Regions from separate parts of the Mus musculus genome. Here region 2 is linked to region 1. A link is a contact called in public Hi-C data. All regions are on one chromosome and are shown on one strand. Each heading gives the region's core, a stretch centred on a gene start, on an enhancer-like site or on the middle of the called end of the contact. The rest is flanking DNA. Distances are from core to core; before and after follow the strand shown. Region 1 overlaps Wscd2 (WSC domain containing 2). Region 2 overlaps Cmklr1 (chemokine-like receptor 1).

Region 1 (5,516 bases), core at 1,322-3,821:
AGACGATGCCCCACCCCTACAGGCAGGTGTGGAGCTGCAGCCAAACATGCCTGTGTGTCCTTGTCTCGCTGTACAGAGGGCGGGAGCTATGGAGCGACTGCCTGGAATGGCCTCTGGACACCTTAGGGGTGTAGAACCCAGCTATGCCTCCTATCTCAGACCTGTCATTCTGGCTGCTCTGGAGGCTGAGGCTTTGGGAAGGGTAATGGGATGATGAATACAGAAGAGATGTCTCCTGCCTCTCCCCACACATCCTCTCCATGGTTTGCAAACTGCAGAGTTTCCCCAGAAAGAGCAGAGCACGGAAGTCTGAACTGGAGAAGGTCCCTCACTGCTCATGGGCTTTGTGGCTAAGTCAGGTTTCTCACCTCAGATGGGGGTGTCTAAAAGCAGTAGCTTGTGCTTCCTTCCCTCCCCCTCTTCCTTCCTTCTTTCCCTTTCTCCCTCTTCCTTCACCTCCTTCCCTCCCTCCCTCCCTCCCTCTCTCCTTCTGTCCCTCCCTCCCTCCCTCCCTCCCTCCCTTTCTTATATTGTGGTTCTGGAGACTGACCCAGGGACCTTGTGCATGACAGACAAGTACTCTACCACAGAGCTACATTCCCAGAACCCTCCCAAACTCTTAAACTTGTTTTGAGGCTGGTTCTCACTATGTAGCCCAGGCTGTCCTTCACTTGGAAGCATCCACCACCAGCCTTCCCAGTAGCAGGAACGCCAGGCCTGTGCCACCAGGCCTAGCTCTCCTCCTGCCTATTTCAGGGGTCACCATGAAGATGACGTGAGCTAGCCCAAACCATGAGCTCAGAAAGGGACAAGGGCTTCACGCTCTTATGGTCTTGGCTAGTACCTTGCCCTAGGTAGTGCAGACAATCTTGTCTCAGAAAGAGACAGGCCAAGATCAGGTCCAGACTCAGTGGGCCAGAGGAGAGCAGGGACATTGGAAGGTTGAGGGAATGTAATGGTTTCTGAGGAGGGAGGCAAAGCCTACTGTGTGGCCTTGGAGTGATGGACTTCACAGAAGGCACAGGGCAGATACTGAGGGCGAGACTGTCAGGGACCCTCAGGCTGGGCAGTGGAGGGCCAAACAGCAGAGGGGCGAGGCGGACTCACGTACACCTTCGGGCAGACTCCTGAGCCAGCTGCAGCCGGTAGACTGAGAGACGGTTGATGCCGCCACACACACTGCCCCGCTCTCCTTTGCATTCCATGTCACAGTCTGATTCGCTCACGTTGGCTGCCTGGATTTTGTGGCCACAGTAGCACTCTGCGCCGAACTCCAGCCCAGCATACAGATAACCCCTGGGGGGCGGGGGGAAGCTGCTGTCAGGCAGGGCAACAGCACCAGGGAGACCCCAGGGGACAGGAGACTCCAGGAGGCATGGAGACCAAGGATTGAGAGCAATGGAGACTTCAGAATGGGGACAAAGGGTGGAGGGTAGGGATAGAGGAAGAATAGGGGTCATACCTACTCCATAAGGCAGGTCGCCCGGCTGGGGGTCACAGAGGGTGGGGAGTCAGAGACCCCTGGGGACATGGAGAGCATGCTGGGGACACCCAACAGTCCTCATCATTGCCTGATGTGTTATATCCTTCATGTCCATATCGACACTCACATTCACACATAACACATGCACATACACTCATACATTTGTAGATATGCATTCATACTCTCATATACAGACATTCACACATATACTGTTACATACTCACACATTCAGATACTCATACATACACACATATACCCATACAGCTATTTGCATGCACACACACACAAACACACACATACACACAGCTATGCACATACACACACACCCATACAGCTATGCACACATATACACCCATACAGCTATGCGCGCGCACACATACAGCTATGCACACACACACACACACACACAGAGCTATGCACATACACACACCCATACAGCTACACACATGCACCTAGAGCCACACACATTTACACACATACTCATACATTCACACTCATATACACACATACACACATATACATATTTACTCATACAATTCATTCATATACACACACCTTCACACATACATACACACACACCCATACAGCTACATGCATACACAGCCATACACACACACACACACACACACACACACACACACCAGATCCTGAGCACACACCCACACAACCACCATCCTGCCCCCCCCCACCCCCCTTCACCTCTGAAGAACCCAACCTTCACCTTCCAGGAACCTATTACCTCATTGCCAGGTCCCTTGGGAAGCACTGGAGAAGGGGGAGGAGCCAAGGCACTTGGGTCCCTTTGGCAGGCTACAAAACCAATCTCACACACCCAGCCAAGAAGAAAATTTCTTCCTCCAAACAAAGCAAAACAAAATTCCAGAGGCTTTAAGGACGAGCTATTTTTTTCCTAGCTGTGGAATCTTTTCCTAAAAAGGTCACTCGGTGGACACCGGTCTAAACACACGGAAGGAGGCTCTGGCTGAGAATTTGGGAGATGGGGAGCCCTGCCAGCCTCCTGCTCACCGTGCTCCCAGAGCCATGAGGGCTCCTCAGAGAGCAGCCTGCCAGAACATCCCTTGACAGAGGAAATGCTGGTGGCAACTGCTGTCTCCTGGATCCTGATGTGGTGCTGGGTGGATGGGAGAGCCACCCAGATTTATGGCTGCACATGCCCTAGTGACTTGGTGACATTAGTTCTGCCCTATCCACCTGTTCCTCCCAGAAGATGAAGCAAGAGCAGCTGACGTGACTGAGCATTTTGGAACCTCATTTGCAGGACCTGCTCCATGTCCCTGTCCCCAGACATCCCTTGGGACCCTCTCCTACAACAAAACCCACTGACAGAAGCGGTGTTTCTCAAGGAAAGCTTGCTATCAGTTCTGAAACTGGAGACAGCCTGTACCTCAGAGCCAGAAGGGGTGAAGGGTGAGGAGGAGGAACATTGTTCTAGAGAGAGCTTAGTAGCTTCCAGTCAGGGAAGGGACTTTTATGCCAGCTGACATCTCCTGGCTTGGGAGAGCTGGGAGCCCACAGGGTGTTTGTAACTGTGTTCTTTAAGAGGTGGAGTTTAAAACCAGGCACGATGACACAGGCCTGCAATTCCAGCAACTCTAGAGCTCGAGGCAAGAGGATGCCAAGACTTGTGATCACATAAACACCACATCTCAGAGACAGTCAGTTGTCCAGACTAAGCTCACCCATGTAACCAGCTAACCACACACATCATACCTTACAAGCCTGCTCCTCGGCACACTTCATACAGTTGTACGGTCATACTCCCATTGCATGCATCTTTTGTGCACACACACATGTATGTGCACATACATGTAGACACACATGTACACAAACACATATATACATTTATATATGTGTGTACACACAAGCTTATGTACACACAAATGCATGTGCACGTATATGCAGATACATGTATACAAACATATATACACACATGCATGTGCACACATATGCAGACACACATACACACATGTATATACACACTTGTATGTGTGTACATGCATGCTTATGTCCACATACATACTAGTGTACACATATGCAGACACACATGCTTACATGTACACATGTGCATACACACTAGTCAATCATTCTTGCAATCTTTTCTTTCTACATTCCCCCATTGACCCTCTGACAAGCCAAGGCGAACAACACTATTGAAGGAACACCTGGTAGAAACGGTTGGAAGGGACATGTCTGGGGATATGGTGGCAGCATTGGGGCACGGGGCACTACCGTTCAGCACAGTTGTCCTGGCAACGGAAGACTGTCATCTTTTTGTAGTCGAAAAAGGACACACCTCGCAGGGCCCGGCTCTGGGTGTCGTCCAGGTAGCAGCCGATGTACTTGGCTGTGGGGAAAGAGGAAGAGTCAGGTATACTTGAGGATGAAGCCAGAGAGCTGCAGGAGGCGGCCCAGGTGTCTCTCCCTGTCTGTGTGGCTTTGCCAAGTGTGTAGCACCTGATATTCAAGAGATGGAAACTTCTGGGTCTTGGCCAATATGGGCAGTAGGAACTAGTGGGGTGAGACTACAGACAGTAGGGCACAGGAGGGGTTCCTTTCCCTGGAGCACAGCCACATTCATGGTCTCCTGGTGACACTGAACACTGGGGCCACACCTGTGGCCCAGAAGGAGCTCTACTTCACCCAGGATAAGGCATGTTTTAGTGACTGTGGAAGGTCTGGAACCTTTCACTCCTTTAAGGCCTGCCTCAAGGGTCTCACTGCACCTGGATAGTTCAAGGTTCCAGCCTCACTTCCCACGGTCACGCCCCAGCTCTGGTCTACGGGGCTTAGATGGGTTGGCTTCCCTCATGTTTTCCTTACAGTGTAAATGAAGCCACCAATCAATGGCCAGAGTGGAATGTCTCACAAATGCTCTATTATACTGTCCTGTGTGTGCGAGGTACAGGGGTCTGAATGGCAGAATAAGACACTGGCCATTCATGGAGCTGGGCTAAACACTTTTCAGTTTGTCTCTCTAGGGGACTCTGGGGGATGCTTCCATTCAAGAAGCACTTCAAACGACATCTAAGAACCATGCAGTTGCCAGGCAGTGGTGGTGCACGCCTTTAATCCCAGCACTTGGGAGGAAGAGGCAGGTGGAGTTTTGAGTTTGAGGCCAGCCTAGTCTACAGAGTGAGTTCCAGGACAGCCAGGGCTACACAGAGAAACACTGTCTCGAAAAACCAAAAACAAAAAAACAAAAAACCAACCAAACAAACAAACAAAAAAAAAACCCAAACAAACGTGGTTGTTGACACTACGAACATTTCCCTTTGTGTCTAGCAGGAACTTGTACACAGAGACAGCACCTTACTGTCTGCAAAATCTCTTTTTTTTTTCTTAATGTTTTCCCAGCATCTGGATGCGAGTTATGGTAAGTGCTTCATACACATCACTTACAGAGTCTTCACCAAGACTCTGTGAGGACATGATCTCTACTCTGTGGTCCAGAGAGGTTACCATCTGTTCAGGGTAACACAGCTTGTATAATCAAAGCCAGAGTTGGACACACACACATCCTGGCTCCAGATCCCTCTTCTGCATGTTTGGGATATGCCTGCCCATACACTGGAACGATCTGGCATTCTCCTGCCCTTACAGGGGTCTAGAGAGGAGAGGCCCGGAGCTAAAAGCTGAACAAAGATCTGAATGCAGGTCTATGGGACCCACACTGGCTCTTTCTGCCCTCCCCTTGAAAGAGAAGGATCCAGCCAGGCTCTGGGATCAAATGGCCTTCCCAGGGAATGACCAGGAAAACCTCAATGACAGGTGACACTTCCTCTGCCTAGGGGGCTGCCCAGGTTAAATGAGAAGAGATCCTTTTCCTGTCCTTTCCTGGGGAGCAGGCTTGCAGGAGGATGTCCCCCCACTACGCATGGCAGTTGTCCACTCTGCTGGACACCAGTCTTCATCCTGACAGCTTGGACTTCCTTCACACAGTAGCCATGATGGCTCCTCAGACTAACAGTCTGGCTTCAAAGGGAGCTTTGCTGCCCCAGCCCCACATGAGCTT
Region 2 (5,516 bases), core at 791-3,290, 75 kb before region 1:
ATAACTAAAAATAGATCAAACTTGAGTCAGGAGTAGAGGGCCTCCCAGGAGACATCAATAGCAAACGTTCTGTTTTGAGCATGTGCAGGAAACTTCTGGGCCTCCGTCATCTTCCTGGACAAGTCTGGGACTTTGAACCACCTCCACTTTCTTTTCCCTGTCACCGGGGAAGAGTCCTGTGGGGCTCATGTAGGAATCTGCTGAGTTCCGCATCTTCTGGCCAGCTGGGGTGGGCATCTGGCAGCTTCCTGTGGGCCAAGCTGGTGTTTCAGCACAGGTCTGCTGTCTCTCTCCCAAGGCAATTGGGAGACCGAAGCTTTCAGGAGAACTACGGCTCTCCTCAATGCTCCCTTCCAACGGCGGTAGAAGTTTCTAGAGAAGTCACTGACCCCATGCTCAGTCCATAAAATGGCCTGAGATGTCTTAACCCTTCTGGATGCTGCCAGGACTTTCCCAACCACTGTCCCCCCACGTTGTCACCAAACAGCTTTGGTTGAGTAATGCCTCTTCCGAACAGGGCTGCAGGTCAGGGCAGAGCTCCTTGCCGGGGCGTGCAAAAGGCCCTGGGGTCTGTCTCCAGCATTTCGTAAGTCAGTGAATAAAAAACAAACCTCAGCCTTTCTGTGAGGTCACCCAGAGCCCTAGATAAGCTTCCAGGGGCTCCTCCTCTGCTCAGCACAGGGGCTTCTCCATTGCCAGGGACTCAAACCCCCTAGAGCAGAGCTCAGGCTGCTCCTGCCAGGTCTCTAAGTCTTGACTCTTTTCTCTGATCTTATAGCCTATCCCTTAGTCCCTCTCCCTCTACCATCTCTCTTCTTTCCTCTGAGTTTTCTCCATTACTTCTTCTGCCCCTCCACCTTTCTGTCCCTACCATGGTGTTGCCTGTCCACCCCTTTCCCCAGACCTGTTTTAGCTCCCTGGTGCCTCCTCCTGACTATGGTCTCCAGGTCCACCAGGCCCCACAGGGCAGTCTGAAACACAGAGGACTGGAGCCAAGGGTGGGCCAACCTTGAGAACAGTGGTCAGTGCAGGCACCTGGCCCAGGTGTGTGTGTGTGGGGGGGTACACTTTTGGCTCTGCAAACATCTGTCCTGAGAACCATGATGCTTTAGAGATGAGGGGCCGTGTTTTACTGTTGCACTGGGCCTGTCCACATCTCAGCTGGCTGTGTAGAGTTTGTGACCTTTCTAGAGGAAGTTCACCCCACTTGAGACAGATGAGAGCCAGAAGTGGCTATGATTCGGAAGGGTGGGGATTTGGTGGCACCTGCAAGCCTGGTCACAAGAGTCAGAGAGGTCATCTGCTCTCCTGTGATCCATGGTCAGGTCATTACAATTAGAACATACAGGCAAGTGGGAGTTATTTCTGTACAGAGCATCCATGAGGGTCCCGGGCATCTCCTGACCAGTGTGTGTCTGCCTCGGTGAGCAGCTGTCTGAGACTTAGTTTCCTTATCTTTCAAGTGTGGATCACAGCAAGGCCAGGTTCCTCGATTATCACTGGAACATCAGGACGAGAACTTGGCTGGAGACTGAGGCTAGAGACCCAACCTGGGCACTGTGGGAAGGAAGGATGGATACAGTGTGGGCACAGGGATAACAGGTGTAACTCGGGACTATCTGTGGCAAGCAGGGATGCTACATGGAGCCCCAAGCCTTGTTGAGTTTGTATGGTAAACCTTATCAATAAACAAGGAGTGTAGGGATCACAGGGTTGGTCCAGGCCTGTTCCACACCGGAGCAGGGACTCAGTAGTGTCCCTTGGGAATAGTTTAGATATTTCTTTTGGTTTTCAGCCACATATATCCCCCTCCCCCCGCCGGACTGAACAGCTAACCCTCCCTGGTACACCCAGAGGACATGCTTGGCTGAGCTGCTGTTTGGAACCCTGTTACCAACTCCGCATGGCCAGTCTCTCCTGAGATACCCCAGGCTGGGTGTGGCTAGGTCCCCAGGGACCCTGTCTCTGTAGCCCAGCAGGAATCCGCCTCACTGTGGTTTGGACTGTTCAGAGCCAGGATCATGTGACCTGGAAGCTGGCACCTCCTCGCCTGCCAGGAGCCTGGGAGCAGTTCCGGCATCGTCTGGTCTGGTCTGTTTCCTTCTCAGCCAGCCCTTGGCTCGAGGTCTGTTCCTTCCAGGTCCCTTCCTCCTTTCACTCTTACTTGTAATTTATGTTCCTCCGATACAAACTTTTCCTTTGACCTCCCAGCTGCTTCTGGACCAAAGCAGTGCTCAAGCAAACAGATGAATGGATAAACCCATCACACCCACCGGGCAACTCACCCCGCATCCTGAAGGCTCAGGGTGGGGCAGCTGGCTGGGAGTTAGGAAGGATGCTGAGAAAGCACCGGCTGAGGTCAAAGGGGGAAGCGGGCACTACAGGGGCAGGGAGGTGACCGTGCATTCCTGGTGGCTCCAGGGGCCTGAACCAGGCCACTCAAGTTCAGTTAGTAAATGGAGAAGAACTCCCCGTGACACAGGAGTCTTACTAGAAGTTCTGCTGACTGGGGACTGTTCACCCAGCCTGAAGTACCTCTCTGCAAACTACAGGCCAACGGACGTGTGTGTTGCACTGACCTGTTACAAAGGTGGGGTGACCTGCAGGGACATTCCTCGTTCACACACTGAATCCTGTGCCCTAAGATAACCTTCAGTTCTTGCAAGGGACAGGCGATGTAATGCTCTGTGTGTGTGAGGTTCATGAGGTCCTAAGTACACCCAATCTGCAGATGTGGGCCTGGGGTCCTATGACACAGAATGACAGTAACTGAAAGTCAGGTTACAGCTAGATAAGGTTTTGAGCTCTCTCTCTCTGTCTCTCTCTTTCTCTCTCTGTCTCTCTCTCTTTCTCTCTTTCTCTCTTTCTCTGTGTGTATGTACTCTCTTTTGAAACATGATCCTTCCCCAGAAGGCAAGGGTATTACAGATTACAGGCTTAGACTTCCAAGTTTAGTTTATGAGGTGTTGCAGATAGGATCCCGAGATTCGTGCATAGCTGGCAAGCACTCTGACAGCCGAACAGCACCCACCAGCCCTGGGTCAGATTTACTGCCATTAAATGAGGCTAAAGCTCTCGACACTGAGCCTGGTGACCCCCTTCTTCCCCAACATGAGTTGGCAGGCTTTCACCCCAAAGCTCTCTGACAATGACCTGACTTTTCTTTGGTCCTCAGCCAGCATCTTGTCCCCTGTTTGGCGGCAAGGCAGGGCAAAGGGGCCACTTCCTTGGCCAGACCCCTCCCAGGTCAAAGTGTGGGCTTTGCCTTGGAAGAGGTAGCAGTGTCGATGGAGTGGACAGTGGCGGGGCAGACTGACCCCACCCCTCCTCCCCAGAGCCTGGGAACAGGGTGGGACCTCACACTCCCCCATCCTGGCAGCATCTATGGCCCATTCATCACTGCCTGAGCCAAGGCCGTGGACTTCTCATGGGCTAGACCGTAGCTGGGTGCCTGGGGCAGGTCAGGGTCCTGGTCCTCTCGAGTTCCCCTGGGTTGTATAGGTTCCTGCAGCCCCCTGCTTGCCTTGGAGCCAGTTTTGTGTCTGGAGACAGTTTTGTGAAGAGATGGGAATTTGGGGGGGGGTGGGTCACTGGAAGTTCTTGCGATGCCGGAGGTCTGTTGCAATGGCAGACAGACAGAGGGAAGTCTGGGGGCAGGGCAGCAGCCAACAGATGACCCACAGGAAAGGCTAATGGATGAGAGGACCCCCGCAGGTATCAGACAGGGAGGCAAACCCTGGGACGAGAGAAGGATGAAAACCCAGTGCGGACTGACTTGGTCAACCTGTCGGGGAGCCTGGTACCAGGAGGTTTATCCCTAGTGTAATTTAGGGGGAAAAAGTTTCCTGGAGTAACGCAGTCCCCAGTGCACACGGAAACATAATTGCATCGAAACTCAACTCAGGGTAGTGTCATTTCTTCCAAGAAACTGGGTTGTAGAAATAAGCTTCCTGTACTAGCTTAAGGACCTAAGAGTCATGGGTCATACAGACAGCATAGAGGTCATTTAGAGTATTATGGTCTGGCCCAACAGATAATGAAGATCACAGGCTCTTAATCACTTCCAAGCCCCACCTTCCTGGACGGAAGAACAGGTTTTTCACCTTTCCCATCGGAAAGATGCTTCACACTACTGGTTTCTCTAGAGACCTGTGGCCTCTAGGATCTTCAGGCTCTGGGCAAGTGGACAGGTGTTGTCACGGACAGTGTAGGTCCTAAGAGTCTGGCTGCCCGCATCCCAGGTCCACTGCTGGTCCTTCCTGGAGCTGTGGTCTCTGGCTGGAGCCATTGCTACTCAGTGCCTCAGTTTCCCCTGCAGCCTCCTCTCTTCCAGCGCAGACCCCATGTCATCCACCCAGGTCTATCTCTTTGGGAAGACAGACAACTCTGCTTGCAAGCCTCCACCACTCCTTGCTGCCTGCTTGACACAGCCTCAGACCCCTTGGGGTGTTGCCGGTGTCTCCTCCCATCTCCTCTCTCTTTAGCTACCTGTTATCAGGCCTCTGTGACCTGTACACAGCAATCCCCACTCCCCCACCGGGATACCCTCTTCATCTATCTGGCAAAGGATTTATGCCCTCCCTCCAGAGATCAGGTCAAATGTTATCTCCCCCAGAAGTTTCATCTTGTCCCCAGCCTCCAGCCTCCAGCCCCTTGCTATGTGCAGAGCCAGGACTCATGGTGACCAGCAGGGACAGGCATTTTTTTCAGATCCCCATGCCTTCCCATGACAGAGGAAGGCTGGGATGACTCCGTCCCTCTCTCTTACCTTCCCTTGCTCTTCCTTGCACTATGGCAGAGATTCAGAGCATGCGGCGTGGTAAATTGCAGCTGACTTAGTGTCCCCACATTGAGGAACAGCAGGAAGGAGTCTGGGCTTTGGCCAGCTCCACCCTGATAGCGGAGGCCAGGAGGACTGGACTTAGGGCAATATCTTATGACCCTGACCATGCTGTTTGTCTCTGAGGGTAGGGACTGGGCCATCTTACTCCGCGGCACCTCGCAGGGAGGGTGGCAGGCAGGAGGTGCTCACTTGGAGTATTTTCCTAGAAAAGGTGGATGCACACAAGGGTGCCGGGCCCACGCCTGCCTCCAGACCTTTGCACTTCCCTTTCCCACTTCCCAGAATGCACTGCTACCACATGGCTTCCCATCCCTGCGCGAACATCTACACGCAAACATTAGCTCCTCAGAGCGGCTTCCCAGAGGCAGCGTGGTCGGACCCTGCTGCGTTCCTGCGCCTGCTGCTCCTACTTAAAAGCACAGCTTTGTCTGCGGTGCTTCTTGAGGTCAGTCTTGCTTCTGAAACACTCAGCACAACCTCATCCTCGTGGGCATCCCGAGGGCCGGGAGCTTCCATCTCTCTCAGTCTTCAGGTGTAGGATCGGAGGCACGGAGAGATGTGGGGCTTGCCCCGGTGATGCAGCAGAACCGGGCCTCCGGAGTGTTTACTCTGCCTTGCATTGTTTCAGGTGTTTGTCACCCACACCCTTTCGCACGGGTAGCCATGTTCTGTT

Evidence for each region. A called contact is a pair of places that touch in the nucleus more often than the background predicts.
Region 2: a contact with region 1 is called in a Hi-C map of uterus, with 2.5 times the contacts expected there. The contact joins two enhancer-like sites. A contact is called at or near these places in 3 of 484 Hi-C or Micro-C datasets (brown adipocytes, natural killer cells and uterus), 4 of 115 datasets of contacts at active chromatin or transcription factors (bone marrow-derived macrophages, fibro-adipogenic progenitors, large pre-B cells and 1 more) and 2 of 9 other capture datasets (adipose tissue and pancreatic islet).

The regions. Positions count from the first base shown.
Region 1 is chr5:113,556,681-113,562,196 of GRCm38.p6, reverse strand. Wscd2 (WSC domain containing 2) reads right to left here. Exons shown (of 9, transcript NM_177292.3): 3 at 3,734-3,848; 4 at 1,112-1,296. Among named protein-coding and RNA genes, the nearest start is that of Gm52822, 15 kb to the right of the region's middle. Within about 2 kb of position 2,571, at least 12 of the 459 cell types and tissues checked have an H3K27ac peak or open chromatin away from gene starts, as enhancers often do. A contact at or near this core is called in adipose tissue and uterus, where this site is marked.
Region 2 is chr5:113,630,990-113,636,505 of GRCm38.p6, reverse strand. The region is part of intron 1 of Cmklr1 (chemokine-like receptor 1); the gene reads left to right. Among named protein-coding and RNA genes, the nearest start is that of Gm15736, 10 kb to the left of the region's middle. Within about 2 kb of position 2,040, at least 74 of the 459 cell types and tissues checked have an H3K27ac peak or open chromatin away from gene starts, as enhancers often do. A contact at or near this core is called in adipose tissue and uterus, where this site is marked.